2 separate regions of the Hordeum vulgare genome follow, and region 2 is linked to region 1. Evidence: chromatin contacts called from public Hi-C data. All regions are on one chromosome and are shown on one strand. Each heading gives the region's core, a stretch centred on a gene start, on an enhancer-like site or on the middle of the called end of the contact. The rest is flanking DNA. Distances are from core to core; before and after follow the strand shown. Region 1 holds the start of LOC123426663 (protein transport protein Sec24B-like). Region 2 holds the start of LOC123426668 (40S ribosomal protein S14).

Region 1 (5,690 bases), core at 1,791-4,290:
ATCTCTCAGAGTACTTACAGAATCAGCAATCTTGATCTCTGGAGATGTTCTCAACCGCAGCACACATCCAAAGGCATATGGACGGTTTAGCATTTTGTATCTGAAAAGTAAAAAACGGTGGATAGATGCATATTACTGCTTCACAGCTATATTGTAATCAATGGCTCAAAGCATGTGAACGACATGTGGACCATATTTTGACATTCTGCACGTACATTCGAGTATAGATTGTATTTACCATGTACCAGGCATCCACCTACATCAAACCCAGTCTGCTTAATTTACAGTACAGACAGTCAGATAATTTATTAGACTATTTGGCATCAGGCAAGTCGACATGATCTAAATAAACAGCCTATTCAGATCTCACCACCCCAGCAGGGTAGAATAAAGCCCCAAAGTTAGCCTTGGGTAACAAACCTGTTGCCCACAAAAGAATACTAGGAAGAAGCTTATTCAGATCCGAATAAAGCCCCAAAGTTAGCCTTGGCTAACAAACTCCCTGGCAGGGAGACTAAATAAACAGCCATCACACATTGAAATCAAACTATAACAAACAAAATCACTAAATATATCTGACTGTCCATAGATATGATCCCAACATTATGGGGGGTTCAAGCACACCAATTTCTTGAGCTACACTAATGTAAAAGCATGAGCATAGTCATCCTATCAATCTGACTGACCAACAAAGAGGAAGCAAATAACATACACAGACCAAACAGTGCTTTAGGATATATTCTAGTTGAGCAGATACAGTTGGACTGATGAACAAAAAAAAAGGACAGAGCCAGAGATGATGACTGAACTTACATATCTTGTGGAAGTGTTGATTCATCTGTATTTGAATACAGAAACAATGAGCCGCCACTCTCAACACTCAGAACTTTTAGGGAAGTAAGATCTGTGTATTCATTTGTAATCGCGAAAAGGTCCACACATGCACCTGCTTGAACAGCACTAGCAGCCTGTGATATGCCAATCAGGATACCTCCCAAAATATTCTCAGAATGCATTGATCAATATTTATGGAAACCTACCAGATTTTTGTAAAAACTTGTCTCTTCCGGGAGTAATGTATTATTTGAATCCACCACTTTACCAGTATTGTGGTCCCCATTGCTTCTTGCGTCTAGTTGGCCAGCCCCATAATTCGGTGGCCCAGATAAAAATGCAAATATTCTAGCTGTTTCAAAAAATACAAGGAAAATGCATTATATTATAACGCAAGGCCATGTACTTTAAGAGAATAAGTATGTTTTCTACTAATAAAACTTTTAAAGAGAATATGTATATCTTCTACTAAAAAATAATAAAATAACAGAATAATAGTGTAGGCATCCGAGTTCCCTGCAAGAAAACACATACCAAGTTCAAAGGTAGTCCCATTTTCCACACTTAGGTAGTTGACAAGAGCATCCATTGCTACCCCAAACCCACGGGTATGATGCAATGCATGATCTTGAACTTGCGATGCAGTTGTTGCCCTTTCCCAGGAAGCTATTGGTTTAATTGTTTCTAGTGCTTCAGCAATGCGGTCTTTGAAAGTGCCAACCTGTTAAGATGAAATTAACATAAGCACATACAGGAAAAACCAATGCTCTGGGGATACAGGTTGAGTAAATGATAGAACAAGAAATTGAAGGAATTAAAATTAAGAGGACAATATACATACAGGAGCCAAAAATGAACAAAATGGCATGACATCTTTAAGGTCCACGTGCAAGGTGCCGTCAGAATCAGGAGGGATAAAAACGTTCTTCACAATTGGTATTGGACCTTGAACATCATATAGTCCTATCTTGCTGCTAAACGTTAAGATCCCAAATAATGATCCTGGAGAAAGAGCTGCAAGCCATCAATAGATCAGTGTACACATAGGTGTAGCATGTGTGTCCTTTCAATAACAGAGTTGTATAAATAGATTAGCTCCTAAAGCTTGTGAGTGGATCCCACCTTCAAGAGCTGCCAGAAGAGCACTTTTTACTAGCTCCAAAAACTCCTCGGAAGCTAAAAACAACATGAAGAAATAAATTATGAGAAGACATTGACAAGTGAGCTCTAAAGAAAAGAAAACAGAAGGTCTCAAACAACTATAGGGTTATTCTCATGAAAATGTGAAATATGATGATCAGGACAACAGGCGTAAAAGGTGGAACCTATCTTAGCTAGACGAATTCAAGCTAAATTGGGATGGATTTGGATGTCATTAATCCATGCATCATGTTAGTGAAACCAGGGCTATTTTATTCTCCGTGATCATACCAATCACTTACTGGACCAAACTAGGGCTGTTTTATTCTTCATTTTTATGTGGTAAAATCTTATTCGATGTTCATGTTTTGCCATGTTTAGCAACCTTAAAACTTCACAGGCAACCATTTCCGTTGTCAATTTATCACTCTATTGTGTGGAGACGAAGGCGAGGGTACAACAAATAAGCTAGAACCATAATGCGAAAAAATCTTGAGATCATCACATCTTACAGCATAAGTCGACCGCTGCCACATACACGGGCGTCGTCGCAGCCGCTGCCTCACCCTCCGCCCCTGGAAAAAAGAACACGAGTCCGTCATCTCACTGCACCACATTGCACCAGATCGGAACTGCGGAAGCCCTACCCGGGAGGAGGAGGTCGACAAAGGCGGAGCGTAACTCGGGCGGGTCGTGGCTGCCGTCGCGCGCGTAGCGCGCGGCGGCGTCGGCGGAGAGGTCGTTGTCTTCCGAGCAGATGGGGCACGTCCACGACCAGCGGTGCAGCGAGCAAAGGGTGCTGAAGTAGGCGAAGCAGGACGTGCAGCGAGGGATGAGGTCGCCCTCGTCGCCGGTGACCGGAGGGGAGCCGCGCTCGTCGGTGGAAGAGAAGGGTGTCACGGCGACGCCCCACGGTAGGCCCGAGGAGTCGAGGAGCGTGTTGTCGGAAGGGAAGTATGCGAGGCTCGGGCGCACCGCCATTGCTGCGCCGCGCGGTTTGGGATGTGGATCTGGTGGGGTGGTGAGGTGACGTGAGAGAGATCTGACGGGGGAGACGGAAGCGCGGCTGTTCGAAGTGTATGTGCAGTGTGGGTTTGCGTTGAACTCTTCTCCTGCGGCAGACGATCAGGACCGTCCAGTTGCTAACGTACGTCTCGAAGGCCAGGTGAGCGTTGACTGTGCTGCTAAGACCAGAGTCTACTCCTATCCACCAAGGGCATCTCTCACACCATCTTCAGCCGCACCCCAACAATAACAGGCCTCCCAAGACGTCTTTTTCTCCGCTCGCGAAAAAATTCCCGCGTCGTGTTCCTAGGACGTCGAATTCCGCCGGTTCGAGTAACTTTTCGGTTCGACGATCCCAGGCCGAACCCAGCGCTTTCGGGGCACTTGGGGGCTCCGACAGAAGGAAAAAATGGTCATGGACCACTAGTGTCATGCGAGAAATGTCTTTTCCCCGCCCAGATACGATCCACGCGCGACAGAACGCTACTTCCCCTTTCGTCGCCATGTCGATACTGGCGCCGTCTCCTTGCCCACATTCGTTGTCCTGCCACTAGAAAAGTCATTCTCACGCCGGAAAGAGAGGGTTTCGCCGCGACAGCTTTCATCCAGCTCATGGTCGAGCTTTCCAGGACTCCGACCACGCATGCGAGGATACCAGCGGCTACCTGCCCATCATGCCCGGTAGGTGTTTGGTGATTTGCATGTTCGACGATGGACTTCGGCGACAAGGAGGCGTTCGCGACTCTGATGAAGGAGGAAGACGGGGCCGACATCGACGATGAAGAGTACCTCATGATCCTCGCTGCTCTGGCCGGCTTGTTCGCGAAGAATGCAAAGCCACGGTGAGGTGGCTCGGTGTCGGGCCGCCGCAAGAGCAAGCGGGGGCATCGAATGTGGGGTTATTGCTTGCTCTATGCCGACTACTTCGCACACGCTCCACTACACATCGATAAAGTATTTTGGCGTTGTTATCGGATGAGCCGGAAGCTCTTCCTCAAGATTGTGAATGTCATCTGGGAGTTCGACACCTATTTCATTTGCAAGAAGGACTCCTCACTCCGGAAGTGCACGACAGCTATGAGGATGCTTACATACGGAGCTCCCGGTGATATACATGAAGACTATGGACGCATGGCCGAGTCCACCAACATTGAGTGTTTGTACAAGTTCTACAGGGCGGTGGTGGAAGTGTTTGGACCACAATACTTGCGATCACCCAGTGTTGAAGACACTGCTCGAATTCTAGCACAGAATGAAGCAAGAGGATTTCCTGGGATGCTAGCATCGACTACATGCATTGGGCATGGAAAACTGCTCATTTGCTTGACAGGGAATGTACAAAGGTACGAAAGGAGCTTGAAGTGTGGTACTTGAGGCAGTGGCTACATAGGACCTCTGGATTTGGCACTCCTTCTTTGGTACGCCAGAAACTCACAATGACATCAATGTCCTGGAGTGCTCGAATGTCTTTGACAAGCTTGTTGAAGGTCATGCTCCTCCGGTGAACTTCAAGGTCAATGGGCACCAAACTACAACAAGGCATACTACCTAGTAGATGGCATCTATCCAAGATGGTCAACATTTGTGAAGACTATCTCAAAACCTGTGTCAGGAGGCAAGAACTCCTACTTTGCTAAGTGACAAGAGGCTTGCAGCAAGGATGTCGAGCGAGCATTGATACTTGTGATTTGCGTTGGGTTTTTCATGAAGAGGGACAGGTGATGCAACACAATATAGGTAATGTTGGGGAACGTTGCATGGGAAACAAAAAAAATCCTACGCACACGCAAGACTATCCATGGTGATGATCATCTACGAGAGGGGAGAGTGCATCTACATACCCTTGTAGATCGCTAAGCGAAAGTGTATATAAGGCAGTTGATGTAGTGGAACATCTTCGCGATCCAAATCGTAGACCGTCCCGCGATCTCATCATGATCCGTCCCGCGATCTCATCATGATCTGTCCCGTGATCCCATCACGATCCATCCCGATCCAGTGTCGAACGGACGGCACCTCCGCGTTTAGCACACGTACAACTCAATGACGATCTTCGCCTTCTTGATCCAGCAAGAGAGATGAGGAGGTAGCTGAATTCTCCAGTAGCACGACGGCGTGGCTGCGATGGTGGTGGAGCTACTCCGGCAGGGCTTCGCCATACCGTACCGAACTAGCTATGGGTGTCATGAAGTGATGGAGGGAGAGAGGGTTGCGCCTTGGCTTGAGGTGCCAAAAGCCTCTCTCACCTCCACTATATATATGAGGGAGGGGAGGGTGGCACCCTAGGGCAAGGCCCTAGGGTTCGGTCGAATCCAAGAGGAGAGGGATGAGTCCTCCTCCAACACAACTTGGAAAGAGACCTCCTTCCCAATTCGGTTTTGGCCTTTCCTCCTTTTCTCCCTTGGCCGAAATAGCCTCTTTGGGCTGACCACCAACCCACTAAGGGCTGGTGCGCTACCCTTGGGCCTCTTTGGTTCACTCCCGGGTGGGTGGCCCCTCTCGGTAGAACTCCAGAACCCATTCGTCACTCCCGACACTTTACCGGCAATGCCCGAAAACCTTCCGAAAGCCAAATGGATACTTCCTATATATCAATCTTCATCTCTGGACCATTCCGAAAACCCTCGTGACGTCAGGATCTCATCCGGGACTCCGAACAACCTTCGATTACCAACATCAATAATTCAACTATACCGAAATGTCACCGAACT
Region 2 (5,690 bases), core at 2,097-4,596, 680 kb before region 1:
ACCATGTCCTCGCCTCGGCCATAAAACTCACTAGGGCGAACCTCAAAAGTTGGTCCAAAACACTTAGACGAGTACACCAACGTGAGATTGACTGCAAACTGATTATAGACAGGATCGACCGTCTGGAAGAAAAAAGAACTCTCTCTCGACCCGAGGCTTCCCTCAGAATTGTTGTTGTCACATCTCTCCAAAGAGCTATTAGACAGAAAGTCCTCTTCTGGAAACAAAGGGGAAAGGTAAAAGCCACAATTGACGGAGACGAGAACACCAAAATTTTTCATGTCTCCGCCTCTCAAAGATTCCGCAAGAACAACATTGCAATCCTCGAAGACAATGGGGTGGAGTTCTCTGCCCATGATAATAAAGCGGCCATCCTTCACAACTTCTTCCGAAATCTGCTGGGCACAAAGAGAGTGCTAGCATGGCACTTTAACCTCGCAGACCTTTACCCGACGCAGCTTCCACAACTGAGACACTTAGACTCAGACTTCTCTACTCAGGAAATTAAGGACGCCTTCTTTCAGATGAATGTCAATGCAAGCCCGGGGCCTGATGGTCTAGGACCAGGTTTCTATAGACGATTCTGGCACAACATCAAACTTACAATCCTACCCTTCTTCAATGACTTCGCCAACCTTCGGGTCGATGTCGAGCGCTTTAATAGGGGCCATATGATTCTCCTTCCCAAAAATGACTCGGCCAGAACTCCCGAAAATTTTAGACCCATATCCTTGCAAAACTGCCCTCCCAAGGCGATCGCAAAAGTTATTACAAACGGGATAAAGCCAATCATTCCCCTTCTTGTCCATGGGGACCAAAGTGGTTTCATATCGGGCAGGTGCATTGCCGAAAACTTTATCTATGCTACGGACCTTCTAAGTGCCTGTCACATTAGGAAGGCACCCACTATCGTGCTCAAACTTGACTTCCACAAAGCTTTCGACTCAATAAATTGGGATTCGCTCCTTGTAATCTTGCTTGCTCGAGGGTTCCCGCCCAAGTCTATTCACTAGATCCGAACGCTCCTAATCTCCAGTAGGACGGCAGTTGTCCTTAATGGGAATCCTGGACCATGGATTAACTGTCAAAACGGTCTCCGACAAGGTGACCCCATGTCCCCCTACCTGTTCCTAATCATCGCAGACCTTCTTCAACGCCTGATCTTACGACTTTCTCTCCGGGCCAGCTATGCCACCCAATATACACGGACCGTCCGCCTACTGTGCTGCAGTATGCCGACGAAACTCTAATCATAGCTCACGCCTCTCCCCAAGCCGCGACCACCCTCAAAGATATTCTAGACAAGTTCGCCCTAGCTACCGGTCTTACTAACAACTTTCACAAGACTACACTAGTCCCGCTCCACATGGATGTCATCACTACCCAAAACATCGCCTCCACCTTCGGCTGCGACGTCTCAACCTTTCCCCAAATTTACCTGGGCCTACCTCTCTCACACATGCGCCTACCATCCTCTGCCTTTGAACCAATCATCCAGCGATTCCTGAAGTACTTATCAGGTTGGGCGGCTAAATTACTCTCTCGTGGCGCCAGGCTAACACTAATCTCATCTACTCTCGACGCTCTTGCTACCCATTTCATATCCATTTTTAGGCTACCAAAAAAAAATCATCAAAAGGCTTGACGCTATCCGACGGTCCTTCTGTTGGGCCGCAGACGAAAATTGCTCCGGAGCGAGGTGCCTCATAGCTTGGAAAAATGTTTGCACCCCAAAAAATGCAGGCGGCCTAGGCATAAAAAGTTTGATACTCCAGAACAATTGCCTTCTCATGAAATTTGCCTTCAAGCTACTCCAAAAACAAGACTTACCTTGGATCAACTGGTTCTTCCAACATTATTCTCTCGACTTCCAAAGCAAAGCACACACACCCTCCTACCTTTGGAAAATAGTAATCAAACAACTGCCAGCCCTACGAAAAATCTCCTTTGTCCTTACCAACAACGACACCTCCACCTTCTTTTGGCTTGACACCTGGCTTACTCAAACTCCACTCGCAGACACATACCCACACCTCTTCTCCCACTCCACATCACCCTATGTCCTGGTATCACAAGTCATGCATAACGGTTTACTCGCTACTCTGCGGAATCGCCTAAGAAATATTGCTTCTGTCGAACTAGCGTCTGTTTTGTCTTTGTTGCAGGATGTTGCCACGAACAACGCGCCCGACGACAGGTTCCTCACCCACGGCTCCTCGTTCTCCTCCAGGAAAGCCTACTCTTTGCTCTCCTCCGACCATGAGATAGATCTCAACGCTGGGTACATCTGGAGCTTTAAGGCACCTATAAAGGTCAGAATTTTCGGCTGGCTTCTCTGCCATGACAGGTTGAGCACGATGGCAAACCTACATCATAAGACCATTACCTCTCACCCGGACTGTCCACGGTGCACTACCTCTCATGAGGACGCATTGCACATCTCCATCCTCTGCCCATACGCGCTTCAGGTATGGGCACTCCTAGGGTTACAACCACCTCACTCCATACATCGCATTTGGGAGACTACGACACCGGTCGGCCTCGACATCAACATCTGGCCTACCGTTGCTCTCGTCATTCTTTGGAAGTTGTGGGACTCTAGGAACGCTCTAGTCTTTCGTAACGAGCTACACACACCACAAATTACTCTTCGGAACATTGTTTCGGACTTTACGCTTTGGGTCCTTAGATTTAAGGACTCGGTTAGTAGGGAGGCTGCCATGTCTTGGCGGCTATACCTCACCTCTCGTTGTAATCTACTCCCTCCGTTCTTAAATATAAGACCTTTTAGAGATTGCACTATAAACTACATACGGATGTATATAGACATATTTTAGAGTGTACATTCATTCATTTTGCTCCGTATGTAGTCTCCTAGTGAAATCTCTAAAAGGTCTTATATTTTGAAACGAAGGGAGTATGATGTAACCTGCCTTCGGGCCTTTTTGAATAATATATTCAGGTGGGGACTCTGTGCGGTTCAAAAAAAACAAAAGGGATTATGGGGCTCGATCAACCAAAGATGACGACCCCGAACCGTTGAATGTGCGAACTTGTCTCACGAGTGATCTAGTAGGTCTGAAGGAGGAGGCTCTAGGGTTTGGTATATCGTTTTTTCTTCTTCTTTTATTGAGGCAAATCGTCAGTTTTTGTTGTTGTTACTCCTTCCGTTCCTAAATATAAGTCTTTGTAGAGATTTCACTAGTGAACTACATATGGATGTATATAGACATATTTTAGAGTATAGATTCAATCATTTTGCTCCGTATGTAGACCCTTAGTGAAATCGTTTAAAAGTCTTATATTTAGAAACGGAGGGAGTATGCAAAATCGTCTGGTATTGCGTCGTGCAAGCCCACCAGTCCGAGAGCTCGGCGCAAAATACAGCCCGTATAACCAGGCGACCCAGTCATCCAAACCCGGGCGCGGCCCACTCGCGGGAGGCTTTATCTTTGCCCACTCCTCCGCTTCCTCCCCGCAGCTCTCGTTCACTTCAAACCCTAGCCTCCTCCTCCTCCTCGCCGCCGCCGCCGCCGCCGCCATGGTAACACCTCGTCGCTCGTTCCTTCCTGTCAACTCGTCGTCGACTTGGTTCCCCTGCTTATCCATCTGGGCATCGTCCGGTGCCGTGTCTGTTCCTGCAGTCAGGGAGGAAGAAGACCCGCGAGCCCAAGGAGGAGAACGTGACGCTCGGCCCCGCCGTCCGCGAGGGGGAGCACGTCTTCGGCGTCGCGCACATCTTCGCCTCCTTCAACGACACTTTCATCGTAAGATCCCGAGGGCACGCCGCCTTTCTTGCTGCTCTTCTGTTTGCACCGCGGACCTGAAACTCATTGCCACGTCTGGCTTCGCTGTCGCAGCATGTCACGGATCTGTCCGGGAGGGAGACGCTCGTCCGCATCACCGGTAATATTACATCTCTTCTTATACTAACCTTTATTACGAGCACGCCGTGGTGTCTGATGTATAGATGTTATGTTTCTTTCTAATGAACATCGTCTCGTGCTGGTAGATACATGTTCCTTTGGAATAGTATATAGTCAAGCTTCGTGATTTGTTATGACCCTAGATGTTTTTAGTTTGCTTTGTAAGCACGGCCCTTAAGATCCCCTCCCTTTTCATCTGTGGGAGCGTGTCGAGTCATAGCCATGCAAGATTGAAAACGAGGATCCGGAGAGTTCTTCTCTGGAACCTCTTCTCTTCCTGTTTTAGTTCTAGCTGTTTCCATCATTTCATTGGGTTTCTTGTAGTGCATGTAGCCAGCAGGCAGCAGCTGCTTTATGCACTGCTCATGCTGTGTTCTTCACTCTTGCAACTCTCTGTGACATTAGATGGAGCTGCCTAAATTCTGGAAGTGAACATGCTTGATATGACTGTTTCGCTGAGCCAAATTCATTTTGTCACCCATGTTGGTGGGTTCTGATGTAAAAAAATTTCACTGAACGAACATATTCTTATTTAATGGAATTGGTTCGTGCAGAAACACAATAGAGTATTTGAGCGACATATCCTTATCCAAGAACTGTTGGCTCTTCAGTTTGTGATCTGGCTGTGGTCTTCTATTTCTGTGAAAATTATAGGTTCTTATGTGAGTGAGATTGTTGAGTTCTGTTTGTCCTGCTCACTTGTTATGAACCAACTTGAAGCTCTTCTGGTCATGCTGTCTTTGCTATTGTGTTTCATTCTTAATCCTATCAACCTTTTGTAAGCACCGCCCTTAAGATCGCCTCCCTTTTGTTCTGTGGGAGCGTGTCGAGTCATTGCTGTGCAAGATTCATATGAGGCTCTTGAGAGTTTTTCTGTAGAACTCAACTTCCAATTTTGTTTACAGGTGTCTTCATCTTGCCATTAAGTTTCTTGTGATGTATGGTCGGTATGAAGCAGCAGTTCTCTGTCTTGCTTCTGCAGAGTTCTACACCCTTGCAACTCTTTGTCAATTAAAATGGAGCCATCTAAATGTTGGAAGAACATTCTTTTGTTTGTGATTACTTGTACAATTTACATTTGAAGATTTTAGATCTTGGCTGTATAATTTCTTCAGAACAATTGAGATTTCTTTTGGAATATAATATGTATTAGTAGTAGAATATTCAATGTGTTGTATTGTGTCGGTGTTTGAAGGAGTGAAGTCATTATTATGCGGCCAAATGATTAGATTCAGTAATTGAGCCTGTGCAGTTTTTATAATTTATCTGTACCTCTGTACAGATGAGTTCTCCCATGCCAGTTTTATTATGCATTCTGCAGGGCCAATTTTCTTCTCTGCATTTACCAGTAGAAACTGAGTTCGCTATGACTTGAATGTTTTTTCTAGGCTATTTATACCTTCCTAGCTAAAACTTGTATCTGCCATGACACACACTGATGAGTAATTGACTGTACGATCTTCTCTGATACTTAACATCTATTAGATTCTTATCGCATCTTGTAAATTTGTGTTTGTACTGAACAATTACATTTTACAGGTGGGATGAAGGTTAAAGCTGATCGTGATGAATCATCCCCTTATGCAGCTATGCTTGCATCACAGGATGTTGCTGTAAGATGCAAGGTATTAAAAAATTGATTTGTTGCATGATCAAATATGGTGTACCCAAATTTGTTGAATCCACTGATACATATGGTAATCTTTTCCTGTTTAGGAGCTTGGAATTACTGCTCTGCACATTAAGCTCCGTGCTACTGGTGGA

The links. A called contact is a pair of places that touch in the nucleus more often than the background predicts.
Region 2: a contact with region 1 is called in a Hi-C map of seedling, with 2.4 times the contacts expected there. The contact joins the promoter of LOC123426668 here to the promoter of LOC123426663 in region 1. A contact is called at or near these places in 3 of 6 Hi-C or Micro-C datasets (leaf and seedling).

What each region holds. Positions count from the first base shown.
Region 1 is chr2H:462,527,802-462,533,491 of MorexV3_pseudomolecules_assembly, reverse strand. It overlaps LOC123426663 (protein transport protein Sec24B-like), which reads right to left and starts at 3,040. Exons shown (of 14, transcript XM_045110531.1): 1 at 2,622-3,040; 2 at 2,487-2,549; 3 at 1,957-2,010; 4 at 1,676-1,848; 5 at 1,369-1,555; 6 at 1,041-1,186; 7 at 814-968; 8 at 19-100. The coding sequence starts at 2,955.
Region 2 is chr2H:463,206,379-463,212,068 of MorexV3_pseudomolecules_assembly, reverse strand. LOC123426668 (40S ribosomal protein S14) reads left to right here and starts at 3,346. Exons shown (of 6, transcript XM_045110535.1): 1 at 3,346-3,544; 2 at 3,645-3,767; 3 at 3,861-3,906; 4 at 5,466-5,551; 5 at 5,643-5,690. The coding sequence starts at 3,542.